Linked DNA regions of Drosophila melanogaster: region 1 is linked to region 2. A link is a contact called in public Hi-C data. All regions are on one chromosome and are shown on one strand. The core of a region is the stretch at or near the end of the contact, and the rest is flanking DNA. Distances in the headings are between cores, read along the strand shown.

What was found. A called contact is a pair of places that touch in the nucleus more often than the background predicts.
Region 1: a contact with region 2 is called in a Hi-C map of the S2 cell line, with 2.3 times the contacts expected there. A contact is called at or near these places in 13 of 107 Hi-C or Micro-C datasets (the Clone 8 cell line, the Kc167 cell line, the S2 cell line and 2 more).

What each region holds. Positions count from the first base shown.
Region 1 is chr3R:4,729,245-4,734,656 of dm6, forward strand. It overlaps Nep2 (Neprilysin 2), which reads right to left and starts at 2,634. Exons shown (of 9, transcript NM_001275331.1): 1 at 2,302-2,634. The coding sequence starts at 2,318. It overlaps tacc (transforming acidic coiled-coil protein), which reads right to left. Exons shown (of 10, transcript NM_169016.3): 10 at 5,168-5,412.
Region 2 is chr3R:4,686,828-4,692,172 of dm6, forward strand. It overlaps CG33927, which reads right to left and starts at 3,781. Exons shown (of 3, transcript NM_001031976.1): 1 at 3,713-3,781; 2 at 3,344-3,661; 3 at 3,124-3,285. The coding sequence starts at 3,781. The coding sequence ends at 3,124. The region is part of intron 3 of smash (smallish); the gene reads left to right.

The sequences.
Region 1 (5,412 bases), core at 1,384-3,883, 41 kb after region 2:
CACTCCACTGTCTTCCCGAATTACGGAGAACCTTTACCTGAATTAAGACTGTCGTTGACCTGGTTTTTAGCGAGCAACGTACGTCTCATAAGGAAGCCAAAAGAATTACCCAGTACCAGCCAGACCCTCCCACTGGAGCGATAAATCATTGGCGATATGGCCAAAAAACAACTGCTGGCGAAGAATACAACTGCGGAAGGAATCTGGATGAGTTGATTACCAAAACGTGCTAACGCGCATTACAATAAGGGCTTTTCATTCTAGATCAATTTTCTTAATCAGAATCGACAAACATTTAAAATTCTATACACTAACTACAGGCAGTTCCTATTAAAAAGCTAATCCTGAAAAAGCAGAAACCAGGGGTCACATTCTCTTGTTAAGAGGGGCAACTTCCCCAGAAGCGACTAAAAATAAACCTTAATACATATGTCTACCGATATCCACTCTCCAAAATTAGAATGAGCCTGCCAAATTCCGCTTTCTCCAAAAGATTTTGATGGGCGTCGTTTTAAAATTTAAGCCCGAGAGAAAGTGCCCACCAATCGTGTTTAGAATCAACTTGCTGCTATTTAAAGCCCATTCGGCGAGCTTGTATCTATAGAAGAACTGAGCCCGCGTAACCCACGGCTTTATTCGTTGGTTAAAGGGGGAAAGGTCAGTAAATGCCAAGGGGGGATGGAGTATCTGTTAACCGCAGAAGTTACCTTCAGCGGAGAGCCAGCAAAACGAAACCGCAAGGCCAAGAAAACTGTGCTGACCAAAATTGGAGTTGCACTAAGGTCTGCGTGCAATTAATTATGCAATTTGAGCAAATAGCTGCCAAGCAGTAAAAAACATAAGCCCCAGACCGACAAGAGAATCAACAATTCTTGGCTCTTTTCTCCCCCAAAAACCCTGACCAAATGTAAGGCATTTTGTATGAGTAAAATAATGGTAAGACCGGATAGGCGATTACGTTTATCATTTCTATTTTATACGGCCATTACTTTTGAAACGCATTCCTTAGACGTTTCGTCAATAATCCGACAGAAATCCATATGCGGGGGATTTGGCCATGGAGCATTAAAGGGCATCAGTTGGGTTACGCAATGCTGACCTAGAAAGATTCGCATAAACAAAGTGAGCTAACTTTCGACTGCACCTATTTGTTTACACTCGAAATAAACATGTGTATATATTGTACATAAGTAGAAAACGTGATCGGTCGAGATGTTACCAGCTGATAAGTTGAACCGGCGTGTTTATGCGGATTCGATTATCCAAATTCTTCGGCCAGATCAGACGATTTAATTAACTTGTAAACAAGGCCATCTTGGTTGAGTCAACACCGAAATTGCCAATTTGGAATTTCTTATCTATAGCAAATACATATTTGTATTTGCTTCTTAAACACAACCATTGAACAAGATCGGTGCCATTAGCAATACAATGGCAATTTTTTTAGGATTGTATCGTAAATGCCAAGAGTTTTCTACTTCACAGAACAATGAGACGTGGGCAGTGGGAACCGGTAGTACATATGATGTGCCTAAACAAATTCCGGTTACACGTCCCTGCGCAAAAATTCTAATGACAGGTAATTCACAGACATAATAGAATAGGAAACGATTCGATTACGTTTTAATGACCGTGCGATTTAGTTCAACTGCAGAACACGCATAGTCCCTTGCCACAATTTTATGTTTATCATTGCTTATCAAAATCATCGGGCTTCAAAATATTGTAGTGCCTAATTAATACTACTAATATCCCAGGCTCGTATGTGAAACTTCCCAACGTCGTGGTTGTTTGAACTCGATTCACCGAAAGGTGAACAGTGAACCCTAGCCAACAGAAACCCGTTTTCAAAAATTTATCGATGCACCTGAAGCCAAATGAAGATTTGCCGGGAGCTGGCTTTAGTTTTATTTGTATTTTTACTTTGTCATTGCCAATCCACAGTCAAAAAAAAGATAGTTTTGGACCCAATAGGGTACTGGAGCTATCTGAATCTCTTACATCTTTGTTCCCTATCACAGGAAATTTGAATCCGTACGATTAGATTTAGTATAGCATTTTCTCTCTGTGCTATGAATTCGGTGGGCCCAGTTCCAATGATAAGCCCCACAAAACGTGTTTTTAATAATCATGCGCAGCTTTCTTTTTACACCTAACCACCTCGGATACGTATGTGGCTGAATGCCAAGTGGATGGACAGTCAAACCGCCTGTGCCACATAACTTTGAATTCGAATACGGATTCGGATTGGAAGTTCAGGAGAAGCAGGAATCGAATTTTGGGCGAGGTGCCCATACTTACTGGATTACCGTCTGCATGTTGGCCAATTCGGCTTAGCTTGGAACTTGGATTATATAATTTACTTGGTTTATTTCGAACCGTACCCTCAAAGAGCGTTTGTCAAACGAATAATATGATTTAATTGCACTTAGCCAGCATTGAACAAGACAACAAGTGTCTTCAATTCGAAACTTTATGGTTTATTGACTTAGGTTTGCCTATCTATTTAGCAAGCTATATTCATTTGCACAGCGCTCCAGCCACCAGCAGCCCGGAATTTGAATCAAACTCCGCGGATCAGAGGTGGAATCGCGTGAACTTAACACGGCAACGAACGAAAACAGACTGAGCTCCGGTGCTCCATCGCAATGCCTTATAAAAACAAAAGAGATAAGCTCTCCGCCGGTTGGCTTAAACTTGGATACTCTGCGGCGAGGCATTCGCACACGATTCTTTTCGTTTGAAACAATGCACAGGTGTATTGCGTTTAAATTGAATCCATTTTGGGATACCAAAAACAACGGAATCCATTTAGGATATATTTCAGGAACCGATGGCTCTGGTAACACTGTAAAAAAAGAGAACGCTTTTGCATCGACTATCAGATGCCTGTTACTCTGTTAAACGGAGATGGAGTACACTTCGCGTCACCAGGTTAGCGACCCTTGAATAAAAATCTTTGATGTGAGATGTTTGGAAATTTTCTTCTATAAACAATTCTATAAATGAAAAGTTTGTATGGGATACAGTTTGTTGTTTATAGATTTTATTTAAGTAAAAAAGATAAACAATCCATAAATGGGTAAATCAAAATTGGGTCATCAGGATAGCGCCCCCTACGATAATTTAAGTTTTTTCCATTCAATCAGAATATTTGTAAAGGAAATTAAGAATGAGTTGATCCTCCTTTGTTTTCAAAGACTTCGCTCATTCGTCTGGGAAGTGAATCATATATTTTTCGACGAAAGTAAAACAAAAGATAGCGGTTCCTTTTAGGACCTCTTTTATATCCTCAAAGAGAGAGGGAAATCAGTGATAGATTTTCGTGCAATGGCGCGAAATACATAACATAAAACAAACGGAGCCATGCAGGGGCGCTAATATGATGACGCGCAGTGTAGGGGCGGTCGTTTTATACTCTCACTCTTCGTTTCCTGATCATAGTTGTTCGTGAACTTTTCCGCAGCCAAATACCTTTGTTGTTGTCGCCGCTATTCTAACCGAAAATTCTCAAGAGGCTGAGTTTGGAAATAAAGCGACCAAAAGGCTGGTCAGCATGGATAAGAGCGCACGCAAAATTATAAGATGATGTAAACCACTAGTCAGCGGAGATCACCCCGTACCGGGGTTCTGGAAAGCCTCTAACTAGAGTTTCCACTTTATTTAACCACTTACATAGATACATATGTATGTATATTTTGTGGGTGTTTGTACCACTAGGGGTGCAAAATAGGAGTTGCCTAAGTCCCAAATCGACGTTTCGCACTTCGTTTATTAGAATAAATTATATTTTTATATAAAGGGGGAACTAAATCGGAGTTGTATAGTCTTCACACCGAACATCAATTTCATGTTCATACGGACGAGATTTTAGTAATAAAATTATTATTTTTATACATTTTAAATTGAAATTATAGATATAATAAATCATACAATTTGTACATTTTTAGGTAAAACATTTGTATAAAATTTCAGATGCGTAGTATTAAAAAAAACTGAAAAATCATAATCCTTTCCTTAACTTGCTGTAGCTCTTTGGTTGTACTAACTTTTTCTAAATGCACCCGATCCAACCCAATGAGAAGATATTTTCTTCGACACACTCAAGAAATCGCGCAAAAAGACAATATATATAAATATATACGTATGTATATGTATGTATATAACAGCAAACATTTATAAGCCCTAAATAAAGAGAAACTATATAAATTTTGCATTTGAAAGTTGAACTTTGCCACGTGCAAATCGATGATAAAGGCTTTGCAGGCTTCGCAACAAAGTCCACAATTGAACAACATACATTTAAAATTTTCACCAAACACTCTCAGTTTTCTTTCCAAAGACCATCAATTTTCATTCCCAAAAGCACTGGAAATTTGCTTAGAAGCTGGCAAAACTTAAACGGCCCTAAATAAAGCAGCAGACTTTACTTTACTTCGGTTTTATTGCAATGAAATAGTTTATTTACTGAATGCATCTCAATCAATCACCTTTACGTCGTACACATACGTCACGTCACATGCTCAGCACATCGTAGTTCATATGTGCTGGGATGTTGTAATACTATTTGTGTTTTTACAGCGCTTTGATATATAATCCATTCTTTTTCAAATGTCAAACTACAACAGTTATTCCGTTCTCTCGTCGAAAACTTTCCCTAAGAGCGCAAGTGTTTCTGGGTGTTTCTACTTTAGAAAAATATATGTATGATGTTATATATTATGAAGTAGCGTTTCTCAAATTACATGGACTGGGTACAAATTTGTATACAATTCTAATTTGTTTTCTTCGATTTCCACTTCGTGATAAGCAAGTTTATGTTTTTCTTACATTACAATTATTTTCTTACTTGGAAGTACAATTTATTAAGACTTCTGTACGAGTTCACTGGGGTTGTGTTCTTACTATATGAAAAAAGCCCATATTTAAACAGAAATTTTGCCAATTTTTTAAAAGTAGTGTAGTTTACAGACTTTCTTAGAATGTAAACTTTAAAAGTAATGATTTTGTCGAATAATCTAAAACACAACTCATAAACCATGTGGGGTCATAGCGCTTTGGTCTTATTTATTTGTTTGTAAACTTTTTGTTTTTGCTACTTAAGGCAACCTTTCACTATAATGCGCAAACTAATAATTACAAGTTGAACAAAGCAAACGAATATGTTGTATTATGCATAAATTAATTTTTTCGTGTATTTAAAATGATCTCTTTTTCTGTTTTTTACGCTTCTATGTTTTAGTACTAGTATGTGATACAGAGATATTTTTAGTACAACTATTACAAATTTTCAATTAAATAAACTAAGTGTAAACTTAAACATTTTATAAAAGCGCGCCTCAAGCGAACGCTGTTTCTTACAATTTGCAATTGTCCGCTGCTTTAGCATCCGCTGCACACTATTATTTTGCT
Region 2 (5,345 bases), core at 2,531-5,030:
CCGAACCTACGACCAAGTTCAAGTGCGCCCCACACTCGGAGGTTTGGCAGCCATGACAACGTGGACACGACAACATCTGCTGGCAGATCAGCAATCAAGCTCAAGATGCGGTCACATTGAAGGTATGCCGGCCGGCCGAGAAGGGAGAACCTAAAAATCAACTCTGCTTAGTCATCGAACTTGGCCTAATGCAAAACACAGGCAGTTGGCTGCCGACTTGGCGATGACTCAGCCCGGGACTGGCAAAAAACCAAACAAAACAAAGTGAAAGAAGGAAATGTGCTACCAGTTTAGCCCACAGAGCCAAGAGCCGAAGATCGCACGCTGAACTGGCCCCATGCCTCTGCAGCTGCTGTCCTACTCCACTTCTTCATGGATCCGCGATTTCGAAGTGTAGTTGCTTGTTGGTAGCTATTTGTTATGCCCAGTCATGGTTCTCGGCTCTGCCACGAAAGCCCGCCCTCATCAGGCTATAAGGTATCTAATGAATTTGTTGCACTGCGAGAACGGCACTGGTGCAGAGTGAAGAAATTTAGAATCATTTTATAACCCTAACTGGAAATGGTATAGTATAGTAACATCGCTAGTAGATCGGTAATTAGTTAGAGAATCGTATCTAAACCGTCAGTAAATATGGCTATAATATGTGTATACCCACATAAGCCATGTGTTTCTCAGAGTGCATGGAAACACATTCCTACCTCGAATAGCTTTCGTACGTGTTGCGATGCACGGCCCTCAATTAGTTATTAATATAGCATGCTGAGCAAAAATGTCAGAAATGTAAAATGATGACAAAGTCCGACCCCGCTCCGTGAGTTGATTAAGCCCGCATCCAGCCACACTGGCCACTTATGTCTGCGAGGGAAACTCATCCTCAACCTTGCCATCATCCGCATCCTCGACAACCTCCAGCAACCCGAACAATGTTTGTCTGTCTGGGCTTTGACAAAACTTAGCATGTCATGTTGTCATTATGGTTCCTTGCCCTTTTACCCCGCCTCGGAGGCCCGGTCCCCCATTATATGAGCGGATCCTTTGGCAGGCTTTGTTTGTCTACTACTTTGTGCTGTGGTTGTTCTTCGTGCATGCCTGCAGCCGGATATTCATGGACGTTATATACACCTATCATCGGTTAAGGCTTCACGCTTTTTGTCTCAGGCTCCGCCAAGATGGCTTCAGTCCCTTTTTAGCACCTTATTCCTTTTGAGATCCGTCTCTGGTTATTCCAGCACATTAATGTTTTCAAAAGCCCTTGGTCAGCCTCCCTTCTATGCTTCTCAAAGTGTGGTACCACTTTTGCGGAGAGCAAACATAACCTTTTGGTTTATTTTACAACATCAACAACTAAAACTTCCCATTCTATGCTTCTATTTTCGATTAGTTAGTGGTAATTATGCTTTAAGGCGTGATATTCTTTGATTTCATTAGCATCATTGCAGGATTATTGTCCATTTCATAGACTTACGCATATTTAGGTCGCCTTCAATCCTCGAGGTCTATATCAAGAGTTCAGACATTGTGCCCAATCATATGGCATATACGGGACTGTGAGCAATAAAACTTCATAAACTGCAAACTGTGTCAATGGAACACAAAGAGACGTCTTTGTTTATGTCCGAGTCGATAGCTCTCCCGTAACTCTTCAATAAAAATCATAATAAACGTGAACAAAAATCGTTTTTGATTTGAGCCTGCGATAATTTTATTTGATTTTCAGTTGATAATACCAAATGGCGGTAAAAACAGCTTGCGTAACCGTGGAACCCACAACACCTTGCAACATTTGACCACAACCAAACGTGTAGTGGAGTAATATCTCGGCATTCGACAGAACTACAACAAGATGTTTATTTACAAATCAGTTTGGGATTAAACTTTGGCATTTCGCAGCTTTTATTGGATACGTATGGGCGAATTGGTTATGAAACGGTGTTGGCCAGTGCACCACCCAAAAGTTCAAGTGTATGACGACACGTTGGTCGCGCTCATAAGAACCGCCGTCTTGGATTGCCGCCTGCCTTGCCTAACTAGCGGAAAGCAAAAACATAACAGTAAAGTAAATTAAGTGAAGCCACACACCAGAAGCAGCCACACCAGCAGCGGTCCGAATGCAATGCGGGCAAAAAGAAAAACCGGACAGAGCCGGGTCTAAGATGAGAGTGAATGTTGGTCTAGACTCCAGAGAGTCAGATAATGGAGAATACAGGGAAAACATGGGGCTAGTGCATGGGGCTGGCTGACACATAGTTAAAGTGGCTGACCTCGAGAACTCCCGCTTACGCCAGAGGCCAAAGAGATCGCTCAAATGTAGCTGTATCTAAATCTAATTCTGTGAGCGGCCGCTCGTCGGATTCTTTTGCCATCGGTTTGGGCTTTTTTTTTACCTATATCGAATCCGTATGTATGTAGCTTGCCTATGAGTTGGCACGCAGTTGCTTTTGTTTATCTTTCTGCTGGAAGTATAGACTGACAATAGAATTTTCATGTATTATTAATCATTAAACTAATTGTAGTATTGTTCTTTCTTTCAGACCTTATTTTTAAAAGTGACAATAACATAACTATAACCAATCGCTAAGTTACGTTCTTGAACAAATCTTTAAATCGCTCAATGCGACTGTTATAATCGACTAACTTAAAATCAATAGTCGTATAAACTTATTGTATTGAAAATACCACAGATTATTTTATGTCAAAGTCGACTTTTTCCTATTACTAACTACTTGCAAAGGGGGGAGAATAATTAGTAGATGGAAGTGTTTTCAATCCTTGATCATGAGTTTATACATTGTTTAACACCTATTTGTATGGACGATGTTGTCTTAATTCCATTTGCAATTCAAAAACCGGGGCTTGTAGCCATTAGCTCTTCTTACGTCCTTACAGTTTTCTTCATGTATCGAACCACATCCCTTATGCAACATTTGTGGAACATGAACGAAGGATGATAACTCGCACAAATGAAGTTTGTAATCAAGTAAAAGGAAGCGTTTCCGTTTCTTCATTATATTGTTGTATAACGAAAACTACTCTTTTTTTATTGCATAAACAGCAGTTTACTCTTTTTATTACCACAGTTAATTTACATCGATAAAAAGATTAAATTTTATTGGGAGAAATTTAATAAGATGAGAAGTTCTCTTCAAAGGCAAATTTTATGCCCGTCGATAGGAAAAGTGTCTTACTTATATACCATTTTATCTGTATTAAGTATTCCCCAGTGGGAAGTGGCACCGGAATCTGTTCTCCAATTATATGCAATCCCATTATATGCACTGGACCCTGTAAAACAAATTCGTTATTAAATATCCTGATATGCATTGTTTTAGAGGGTGCATACCATGTAGGGGCATGTGAAATTTAAATTAGAAAATGATTTTAATAGATTAAAAACAATGATCACTGGCGCTTCATAGGGTTTTCGCAAAAATCGACAACCATCAAACGTTATGTTGTAGAGCCACGGCTTAAAGCCATTGGCCCGCTTGAAAATTTGGCCATGGACTCGAAACTTTGAGATTGTTTTAAGCACAGTTCCATTAAAACTCAGGGTTGTTGTGCCCCTTCGAATTGCCTTTAAACGACACTGATGCACGGCGAGCCAAGTTTCATTCACTGAATCACACACAAAGTTGGTAAACTTAAATCTGGAAGCATTCTAAACGAAACAAGTAATTTGGTAAACAAAATATTATTTTTATGAACCTACAATAGACCCAAGTTCGAGGGCAATACGAAAGAATAGAACTAAATATAAAACGTTTGAAACGGTCCCCATCTTGTCGACTACTAGACACATCCCAATCATAATTTTTCCAATAACTCAATTTGTATACCCGTTAATTGTAGAGTTAAGAGGTATACTAAGTCCAATGAAAAGTATGCAACAGGCAGAAGAAGGCGTTTCCGATTCTATAAGTTATATATTCTTGACCAATCTGTCCGTATGAACGTTAGGATCTCGAAAACTAAATAAATATGCAGATTGCAGAGCCGTAGATTCAGCACAAGCTTATTTCAGAAGATTGCTGCCCACCTTACGACTACAAACCATTCAAAACTGTAACACCCACACTTTAAAATATTTTTTTCGACATTTAAATTTCTTTGTTTTTGCTCATCATATTTTCTATAGATATCACAAAAACTTGTCGTCCTTTTCCCGAAATTGTCAGATTTTTTCTTATCTATTATTTTTAAACGAATTTTAATATATCTACCTTGCACTTTCACTAGCTGAGTAAGGGGTATCCAATAGTCGAGAATCTCGTTTATAGTGTTCTCTCTTGTTTTAATACGTGAATAATTATAACCATTACACATAGATTAAAATGCAAATTATAGTCATTTAATAATTATAAGCTGATTTAAGTAAGACCTATTAGTTCCAAATGTAATCGGGCTCTAAATCTTTTGGAAATGACCTCATACAGTTTGGATCATAGGCCAGGAATAATTGGAGCACTTTAATTTGGTTTGCTACAAAGAAGTTTTCATTTTGCATACCAATTGTATTCCAGAGATATTTTGCTGATAAGTGATGAACAAAATTGTACTAATCCAAATTAGAGCAAATTTAAAATAAATAAAATAAGGGTTGAAATAATAGATAACGATATTTAATCAGGTTAGCGACTGTTATCGAAATTGCACACGACTCTCTGACTTCATTAACCGTAGTACCCTTCGTCACTACGTGGACTGCTGTCCGCAGTGATTAAGCATTCTGTCACGCCCTGGTACAAACTCAATTCTTAAAGCTGCTATCCATGTATGAAATTTTAATTTTAGCCAGAAAACGTTCTTGGCAACCCCGTTTTTCTGGGGCGTGTCCTATGGCTCCAACTTTGTGGGTGTGTACGAATGTAAATTTTTAACATGTAAGTAATTTTTAATGCAAAAAATAATTTTAAACCTACTCTTGAGGCGAAACGCGAAATGGATCAGACAGAAAAGTGACCGTGTTTCTGGTCGACGGATTAATTGAAACTGCATATCAACGAAGGTATGGAGCCGTTAAAGAGCTTTCATGATTGATTACTGTGTCTCGAAATTTGTGCCAAAGAAATTTCGTAAATGAATCACAAAAGGGAACGTATCTTACCGATGTACATATTTATTGTTTGGATTTTTATTCATTTGCCTATTTCCCCTAGTTTCCAGAGAAGGACAGCAATGGGTGCCAATAGAAGTTGTCATAGTCGAGGAGATACAAATTGAATTTCGAAGTCAGAGGTATTTCTTATTAATACAAGCCAGCGGCAACACCCGCTATCTTGCAGATACTGATGGCGATTGTTAGATGCAGATATAGCTATAATTTTACGATTTCAATTCACCGC